Regions from separate parts of the Bicyclus anynana genome. Here region 2 is linked to region 1. Evidence: chromatin contacts called from public Hi-C data. All regions are on one chromosome and are shown on one strand. Each heading gives the region's core, a stretch centred on a gene start, on an enhancer-like site or on the middle of the called end of the contact. The rest is flanking DNA. Distances are from core to core; before and after follow the strand shown. Region 1 holds the start of LOC112043399 (frizzled-2). Region 2 overlaps LOC112043399 (frizzled-2).

Region 1 (4,977 bases), core at 1,107-3,606:
GTTTGTTTAAATTAAATAATAGGTTAAAGCTTGGCAACTTTGCTCGTAACACTCCCGATGTTTCGCGCAGGGCGGGGGGCGTATAGCGATGAATGAAAAACCCACGACTGATGCACGTCACTTCCCCGCACGCACGATTTCACACCCGCGAAGTCTTTCCCCCTGTCGCCCGCATATCATGGGAGTGTTATCAATGAATTTGCCAGACTATAGTGACGCGCGACGCGAGATCTGTTCATAATCTATGAATAAGTAATAAAGTATACGTATTTACTTAGCACTGTGCCACAGAATAAGTATCTACTTACATAACACCAATATTAACAAAGAATAAAAAACAGTACTTTACATCGGAGATAACATTTTATCCAAAATAAATAGAGAGTAAACTAAGCTCGTCGCCACACTAGTTAGTATATAAAACTCGGCTTGTCTATGGAATATGACAGATGATACCCGGCCATAAACAATAGAGTGGCGATAGGGACGATAACGCGCTGATTTATTGTGTACCCGCGGTCTAAATCAATTACGATGAGGTCCGATACGCGCCGCCATTTTGAATGTTTATATTTTATTTTGGTTATCGCGATGGTGAATAGTTTTTCGATTGGTTTGGAATGAGATGTTTGTTTTTATATGTTTTTATTTTAGCTGTATCACTCATGTCTGTCTTACCTTACCTGCTAATTTGTGTCCGTTTTCCAAACTGGTTACCTATGGAGTTAAAATTTCAATGCCTGAGCATTTAATTTGTAATGTAAAAAAAATTAAAACATTTGTAATGGCTGAGCGAGGGAACGCATCATTAGATTTACATTCGTTATCTCTGTAGTTTTCAAATAGCCAAGATAATCCACCAACAGCTTGCTCTTCAGTAAGGTCTTATTGATTCTGAGATGCCTTGCTTTATGTACGACCCAGCGTCAGTTCTTGAAAATAGCAGTGCATTGCTCTATTGGGACCGAACGATTTCACTGACAGGTATATTGTTGCCAATAGACCTGTTAAAGTACTAGTCAATCGGTCAGTGCGTTATGCAATAAGTATTGATATACCTGTTCCATATGACGATAATCTGGTTAAAGCTTAGAAGGAAAAAAGTATCAAAATTTCTCACGAGATTACCGCCATCTGGAATGTTGAGTCAACTATTATTATCATTGCATTATTGTTCCGATAGTTTTTTCAGTCAATGGTCTTATAGCGAAAAGCTTCGACCAACATCTTAAGAAGCTTTCACTTAACTGTTGGATCAAGAGTCGGATACAGAAGGCAGTGATTCTGGAGACGGCGCTATTGTGAGGAGGTTCCTCACTCTAGATAGAGCCATGAACGCCGGTTGCTTTGGCACTCAAATGTCCCGCAGCGCTAGGGTTTATTTTTTTATTTTTAATAGTGTTTTGTATTATATTTTTGTATAAACATTGTTAAAAATTAAAAAAAGGACAAATAAGTAAATGAAAGATTAAAAATTAATTTAATATCAATATAAGTATATTATATACAATATATAATATCTAAATGTCCTCTGGCTGGCTGGTCTGGCTTCCCTCATTATAGGAGAGGGAATTGGATATACACCCATCACACTGCTTTATTGTGGATTGACGCCGCAAACTTGGCGGGTTTGTTAATTAATGTTCTAAATGCACTCGAACCTAGGTATATATAACTGCTAGTTATAAAAGCTTATAAAGCCTTAAAGTTCCTTTGTTTAGAGTAGGTTCCTCTCAAAAAGATAAAAAAGCAAAAAAATGTAGCCGACGCCGTCCCTTCAATATCGCTTCGAACTTGCAAAGGGATAAAGTAATCAAAGACTTTCTTCATTGATCTCTATCCCCCCAGTAGATATCGAGGAAAAAAACTCTACAAACTTTAATAGAAATTTTCACAGACTACGGATAAGGTACAATCGCCTTTTTAAAATTGCTAGATTTTTACATTTTTCCACTTACTTAGCTGCTCAAACAAACTGTAATTATTTCCCCCCGTTTTTCCCATTTTTCCCGGTTCAACGTACCTACCTAACGCTGTGCACACACTAATTTCCGTCGGAGACGGAATTTAAAATTCGATAGCCGTAAATTGAATCCGGACATTGAAAGAGCGGATTCGATAAAGCGCGGAGAGCACGAGCAAACGTTTGACTACGATAATTCGAAAACGCCTTCCTAATTCCAGAACACGGGAATGGCTGCATAATTATTTAGAAAATTTCAAACGCTCGGCGCTCCTGCGAGTTTGTCTAGAGGACAAGAGGCGCCATCTATTGACGGGGTATACCGAAACAGTCGTGACATCAGTTCGCCCCCGCGCGTCCCCCCTCGGCTACACCGCGCTCCCTCGTTCATTCACTCGTCTCAGTCCGCCGCAATCCACCCGGTCAGTCCCTCTCCGCGCTTCTTGACAGCGTGTTGTGTAGTTGGTTACGTACGCTTTCGTAAATATCGCTATTCGCTATCATTTGTTTCAAACAATCGCCCAGCTGACTGTGACCCAACAATAACTCACTTCCAAAACGTTATCGGATTCTGTCGAAGTCGTTTCACCTGTAAATTAAGTGAGAACAACGGCGGAACAGTGAAGAAATCTTCGGTGTCTGAATGTAAAAATATAACGCGTCGCAGAGGACGGTTTCCAGTGTGTGACTGATCGATACTTTTAAATGATAACATGGATTCAATTAGGTTTTGTTTAAGACGACGGTGAAGTTTTGGTGTGTTCGAAATACATGTGTAGTGTTGTGTTAGCTGCTGCTTGGAAAACGGTGAGTTCGGTTATCGAATATCGATTTGACGTATTAGATGATAAGCCAGGATTTGTTTTGTTGATAAGTTGCGGGCTAGATTGGGCAATATACACGGGTATCTTGCAGCGGTGCAAGGCGATTACGATCGATCGAAGGAACGCCGTCGGAAGGTCGTGCCATTCTGTCTTGGCTAAACGTTATCTCTACAACCGTAAATTGTTTGCATTGTTTTCTTTTGTTTACATAGCACTTTGACTGTGATAAAACTTGAGAATTTGCCTCGTATCACGGAAAAATCAGTTAAACATCAACACTGTTTATCGTGAATCTAATGATAAAATTAATACCTAATTAGTGGACTTGTTAAGAGTTCTATATCCCTCTACTGTTACTGTAATGTCTATGGTCTTCGTAAAACACATTTTCGAATTGTTGATTGATAAAGATGTAACGCGGCTGCAATAAGTAATATTATTGAGGTACGCGAGAAATCAAACTGAAAATAGATATAGATACATAAATATATTATACACATTTAAACGACGGATCCAGCTGAATTTCATTTCCAAAAAATCTCAATAAAAACAAAAATTTGTTTAGTAGGTAGGTATCTAGACTTGCACTCAAGAATATCGTAAATAGACATCTACAGACAGGAATAAAAAATACGTTAATAAAATAAAAAGCTGAAGAATAATTTACACAAATTAATAACCTACCCTACTTAATATTTTTTGCTAATGAAATACCTATCATTGACCTAAATCACAAAACAAGGGTGCGTTTATCACACAGCACAGATAACTTTTTTAAAAAAAAGCAACTGTTGAGTTTCTTGCCGGTTTCTTTTCAGCAGAACCGGTGGTAGAATCTTTACAAATGGTCAACTTACGTGTCAAAAGTGCTTCTAAACTGAGCCTACTTGAAATAAATGTTGATAAAAGATCAGCACCTGTAGTCAAACAAAGTACAAAGTCTGACGCTTTCTGGAAACAAATTTAAACATTTTTCAGAAAAAAATATACTCATATGGACACCGAGCTATCGAATAACTCAGCAAACCGCTTGCTTCTGTAAACTGTAATTTATTTTTCTTTGAAAGTTACCACTGCAGTGTAAACCAGCGTTTCACAATAGCAGTAAACTGTAAAGTATAGTAGAAACTCTATAACATTTAATTTCATGAAAATAAGGTCGTGGGTCGTTTCGTTCCCGCGAGAATTACGCGCCGAGAAAAATAAAATTTTGTTTATGCCCAAACAACCGGATACGCTGCAAAGGAACAAACTTGACTTGTACACTGCAACTCGGGACACCATGCTCACTGTGCCTCTGGGATAGTCCTAGCTATTGTTTATTATTTATGCATTGTATATAAAATATTATTAATTTTACATACCTATTACTCCATGGTTATGTATCGCAGGTTTTATTTTTGCCATTATTTTACGTGCTGTTAAAAATATCTATTTATAGCGCATTATTATTAAAAATGTATATTTACAGCGTGCCTAAATAAAAAAAGTATTATTAATTTTACTCAAACTCAGTGTTTTAATTTTTTAAACCTTAGAAGGGTAAACGGATTTACAAAAGCTGTGCTGTAATTTTAGATCGCAATGATCTAAAAAAATCACTTTGCCATTGAATAAAATGTACATTGTCTCTGTAAGTAATTAGAAAGGTTGAATGTAATTTATTGTGCGGTTCATGCGTATGTTTGTTTGCATAGCCTGACCAGAAAAATAAAAACACCTCGCCACGTCGCGGACATTAATAACTAATGTATACTTAAATACTTGAATATTAAAAAATACTTGTGGCGCCCTCAATTCGGGTTTTTTATATCTCTGGTCAGCCTATAACAATGAAATATTGCAGCCCTTACTTATGTTAAATTAAACAATTTCAGACAAAAATTATTGTCACACTAATATTATACAGGGACTAATCACCAACCCACATTCACGCCGCAATTTTAACTGATGTGACTGCAATTTGGAAGTAATTTGCGAGTTTACCTTTGATAAACACATAGGCTCCCGAAAAAGTCCATAGCTCTGGCAGTTTTGTGAAAAACACATTTTCACGCGTACGGAGTAACGGGTGTCTGATTTGTTAACCATGTAACCATGTTCCTCAAGACATAAAAAAGCCTGAGTAGCGGCAATTTTTTAGTATGCTATTATTTGCAAAAACGTTCCTTTCGAAGTCATCGCCGATTC
Region 2 (4,977 bases), core at 744-3,243, 38 kb after region 1:
ACGAGGCCGTGGCGTGTGACGGGCCGCTGCTGCGGACGTCGGCGGGCGGGCCCGGCGCCTGCACGCTGGTGTTCGTGCTGGTGTACTTCTTCGGCATGGCGTCGTCCATCTGGTGGGTGGTGCTGTCGTTCGCGTGGTTCCTGGCCGCCGGGCTCAAGTGGGGCAACGAGGCCATCGCCGGGCACGCGCAGTACTACCACCTGGCGGCGTGGCTGGTGCCGGCCGCCAAGACCGTGGCCGTGCTGCTGGCGGGCGCCGTGGACGGCGACCCCGTGGCCGGCGTGTGCTACGTGGGCAACTCGTCGCCCGAGCACCTGCGGCGCTACGTGCTGGCGCCGCTCGTGGTGTACTTCGCGCTGGGCGCCTCCTTCCTGCTGGCCGGCTTCGTGTCGCTGTTCCGCATCCGCAGCGTCATCAAGCGGCAGGGCGGCGCGGGCGCGGGCTCCAAGGCCGACAAGCTGGAGAAGCTCATGATCCGCATCGGCGTGTTCAGCGTGCTGTACGCCGTGCCGGCCGGCGTGGTGATCGGCTGCCTGGCGTACGAGGCGGGCGGGCGCGAGCGCTGGCTGCGGCGCGTGGCGTGCGGCGCGGCGTGCGGCCCGCGCCCCGTCTACTCGGCGCTCATGCTCAAGTACTTCATGGCGCTGGCCGTGGGCATCACGTCGGGCGTGTGGATCTGGTCGGGCAAGACGCTGGAGTCGTGGCGCCGCGTGTGGCGCGGGGGGCGCGCGCCGCCGCCCGCGCAGCGCGCGCTGGTCAAGGGCGCCGTGTGACGCGACGCGGGGCCGCCCGCCCCGCCCGCCCCGCCCGCCCCCGCGCCCTCCGCGCCCTCCGCGCGCTCGGCGCAGCCGCTGTCCGACTACGGGCCCGTGTGAGCGCCAGTGCCAGCGCCCCGAACTGTGTCTAGTCCTAGCGTGAACACGCATACGCATATACGTAATAGTGTAAGTGCGGCGGTGGCGTCCGAGCCCGCATCGCTTCTCGAACTTTCCAAATTCGTAGTGTCATAGAGAGTGCTTTGTGAAAAGCTGATGCCGTGTCATAGACTATGCACAATTTGTTTTCTATTTTTGTAAACTGTGAAGTGCTTAGTGTCTATTTCCATCATCTAATACAAATATATGCTCGTAAATCTAGGAATATAACACCACCTCCAACAATCCGAGCCCTGACTGTGTATGACATTGAAATCGTAGCAAGACAGAACAATATACATTAGACATCATTACACCATCATCCCGACTTGAATGTCATAAACAGTCGAGGCTTGACCGTGTAATATGTAAGATCTACCTGTAGAAGTGGACTACCTCCTGTGACTGTGAACTTGTAAAGCGAATTGAAACTTCAGCACTTATCTAACCATTTATTTTATTGACAATTAACTAGTTAATACCACGGAACTCGCCGCTGTAGGGTGAACTTGACGGAAGAAGACATTAAGTGCTATTACCTGGTCAATACCAACGCTCTAGGTTAGAAAACATGCACATTAGTAATTTAACTTGATCTGGTAGTTAACTTGCTATTTGAATTATCTTTAAAAAAGTTTGATACAATACTGTTGATCTTATGAAAACGTTACTTTCTTAAGGAGAATTCATACGAGCACAGAAATATTAAATGACTGATTAAGGACTGATTAACACTGCCAATCGCAAACACAATAAATATGTAGTGAATTACTGATGAGTGTTAACACATATTCCATGAAAATACTTCAATTAAATGTCTGTATAGTAAAATTAATATAAGTTTTCTTTGTAAAATAAGTCACCTTTTTGTAAATAAATATAAGTCTATAATGTGATTGTTAAATTGTAATCACGCGTATAGTAGGTAAATCAGAGATAATTATTATTGTAACCAGTTCGCGCGCGTTGACTTTGTAACAGCGCCATCTATGTAACAACATTGTAAGTGCGATTGTGTAAAGTATCCAACAGATGGCTCTAACGCGTACCAGTAGCGCCACCTGAGGGCTAATAGCTGATAATACCGCCACCTATCGTCTAGTAGTAGTACTAATTTTCATGTGATTGGTTGGTAACCTAGAACCTCATGTGAAGTGCAATAATTTTGTATTATCTTTCTATATAATTGTAATTAATAAATAAATAATAAACGAGAAGTGGGATGTTCATGTATACACGGACACCGCAGCCGATAAATCATTTATGTAATTTATTTTATATCCTAACTGTAGATAAATAAAGTGACTTTTTTATGTACCACTCTTGTTTTTGTTTTCCCGTTTTTGTACTGATAACTGAGCCCCCGAGACCCGTGCATAAATCACCACTACTGTATCATCTGATGGGAAGTGTAGATGAGATAGAAATAATTGGTCTTAATGGGGCATGCTTGCATAGAAAATACTTAGTTACGTTTAGGTACTTGGTTGGAGTCGAACTTGAGACATCGCATTCTTGTTATGAACAGTCATACAGAGGGCGCATTACAGATAAAAAAGATGAAAATAATTAATATTCGACTTTGCTAAACTATACTGACTGATACTTATGTCTCGAAATAGGCTCTGGTCATGCTTTTTCCTTGGGTAAAAAGTTCCATTTTATATATCTTCTATTAAAACAAGACGACAAGAATTTTTTATCTACCTTCTACTGAACTTCTCTCACAGAACTCGTCTTGTGAAATACAGTATTCACTTACTAATTTTTGCCGTTAAGTAGCTGCTTTATTTCGTTGTGAAGGACATAGTAACAGTTATGTAAATTTATCAGGCGCAACTATAAATTGTATTTATCACGTTGACAGAGGCAGGTTTAGGTTTGGTAGCAACAATACAAACAAAAAATTGTCAGTCTGTAAATTTTTATTTAAAGGACATTCTTACAATAATACCTAATTAATTATTATGTACCTATATCATAAAATAGTTACAATAATGCTAGTTTGAACATTCCTCGTCCGGCACCGTTAAAATAACTTGTAAAACAGTCTACAAACCTATGGACGTTCATCAAAAACTATTTAGGAAACAAAATCTTGTAATACGCTAGCGCAGACTGCGCAACTATTGTCAATATTGAGGATCAGTCAGTCATGTCACCAGTAAGATATTATAACCTTCAAGATCAAGTAAATGCATCAAGTAAGATCGATGACCGCCCGCTGAACTGTAGTGTTTGCCGCTGACTTTGCTTATGGACGATATTGGTCATGAGATTTAAAACGGAAACTAAGCTAGTTTGGTTCCATTCGACGAGAAACCATCGCTCCCCTGGTTTTTCGATAATAATCGTAACAAAGTGAAATTGTGATCCTAACCGCGTTCACGGCCGTTGACCGGTGATTGTAACAGCACCAGAGAGGTCAACAGCCGTAACGACTAGAACAGCAGTAGCAACTGCTTCTGCTGTAGTGCTGTGTTTCTCAACAGAGAGCACCAAGTTCGATTTCCAGCTCAGGTCAGTTTAGGATTTTCTATACTGGCTCAGATCTGCTTTGTCGGTAGGCATTCATCGTGGCTAGTCACCAAGTGACTAAGCGTTCCGGTACGATGCTGCGTTGAAACCTTCAGAGATATATTGGTAAAACTTGACACTTGTACCTCTTCCAATTAAGCCCGCTTACATCAGATTACATTGAGATCGAAGTCTATAGCTTGTTAAATTTGTTCGTAACACTCACGACGATCCGCGCGGGCCGGGCCGGTAGCGATGTCCCGCGCGCACGACTTCACACCCGCGCAGTCCTTTCCCCTCGTCGCCCGCATATCATGGGAGTGTCATTAACGAATTTGCCAAGCTATAACTAACTTCTCAATAAATAAAAAAAATAAAAGAAATATCCTAAGGTGCAAAGTCATACCTATAGCTTATCAGTTATCGCAATGACAGACAAAGTTTGAAACCAACGGACACAAAAGACTACAGGAAATAACATCTTACTGGCTTCATTAATAATTATTATTGTACTGTAGGCAACTTAGATCTATTTTCATACAATATTCTAAGTAGGTATTACATGGGTACTACCAAATAACTAAGTGCTTACTGGGTGAAACTCGACACCTCGACACGAGCCAGAGTATCACATTACATGTTACGTATATCGTTTACCAGAACGTTCTCATTGCCACAACATTGCTATCTCAGGTAAAATATTATTTTTATTACAAAGCTAATCGTACCACTCGTACCTATAGGTAGGTGTTAAGTACCTACCACGAATTACACTAATTGCAAAACAATAAAAAATTCATTTGAAGATATTGTAGTTAAATAACCTATTTTCAATAGTCGATAGCAATTAATTTTTCGGAGGTAAGGCTTCATTTCAATACTAAGACTAAAATAATAATTCGTGGCATAGGTACTTTATGCTGAGCGAGTATATTATTATTGTGAGTGTTCACACAATAGTAATAACTAATATTGTCAAAATACGTAGGGTCAGAAAGAAACGCCGAGTAAATCTTAAAAGAAAGAAAAACTCTGTCAAAAATTTTATTGAGTAAAAATTCTCAGCCCTCATTCGTGCCTCAGAGAGCACGTTAAGCCGACTCGATCACTACAATTATCATCTGATAACGTACGTTAATTAAACAACCCTAATCCCGGCGAGTCCAAGCTCCAGCTCTTCTAATGCGAACCAATGACGATCAAGTAATCTCTTCTTTCATACATATTGTCCATATTCTATACAATATTGTTGGGGGAGGAGATGATAAAATTATTTTTTTCTCCCAATTGGAAGTGAGTTTAAAGTATTGTTGGAAGTCAGACAAGAATGTTAGAATTTCGTACAAATTCCTTTTGAAAAACTGGACATATCTTATTACGATATACTAGACTTATTATTATTATTTAATCTCGTAAGTTCAACATAAAATCACACTTGAATTTTGAAATAAATATAAGCACTTTATAACCGAAACCTGGTAAAAAGTAAATAAAGCTTGACGCACATAACATTAATTATAATCGGTCTAGTAATAAAAATCGGTTG

What was found. Hi-C and Micro-C count contacts between places; a contact is called where the count stands out from the background.
Region 2: a contact with region 1 is called in a Hi-C map of whole larva, with 4 times the contacts expected there. The contact joins the enhancer-like site here to the promoter of LOC112043399 in region 1. A contact is called at or near these places in 2 of 2 Hi-C or Micro-C datasets (whole body and whole larva).

What each region holds. Positions count from the first base shown.
Region 1 is chr15:573,818-578,794 of ilBicAnyn1.1, forward strand. It overlaps LOC112043399 (frizzled-2), which reads left to right and starts at 2,357. Exons shown (of 2, transcript XM_052885856.1): 1 at 2,357-2,770.
Region 2 is chr15:611,883-616,859 of ilBicAnyn1.1, forward strand. LOC112043399 (frizzled-2) reads left to right here. Exons shown (of 2, transcript XM_052885856.1): 2 at 1-2,231. The coding sequence ends at 773. It overlaps LOC112043417, which reads right to left. Exons shown (of 11, transcript XM_024078819.2): 11 at 2,822-4,977. Among protein-coding and RNA genes, the nearest start is that of LOC112043417, 12 kb to the right of the region's middle. Within about 2 kb of position 1,994, at least 8 of the 8 cell types and tissues checked have open chromatin away from gene starts, as enhancers often do.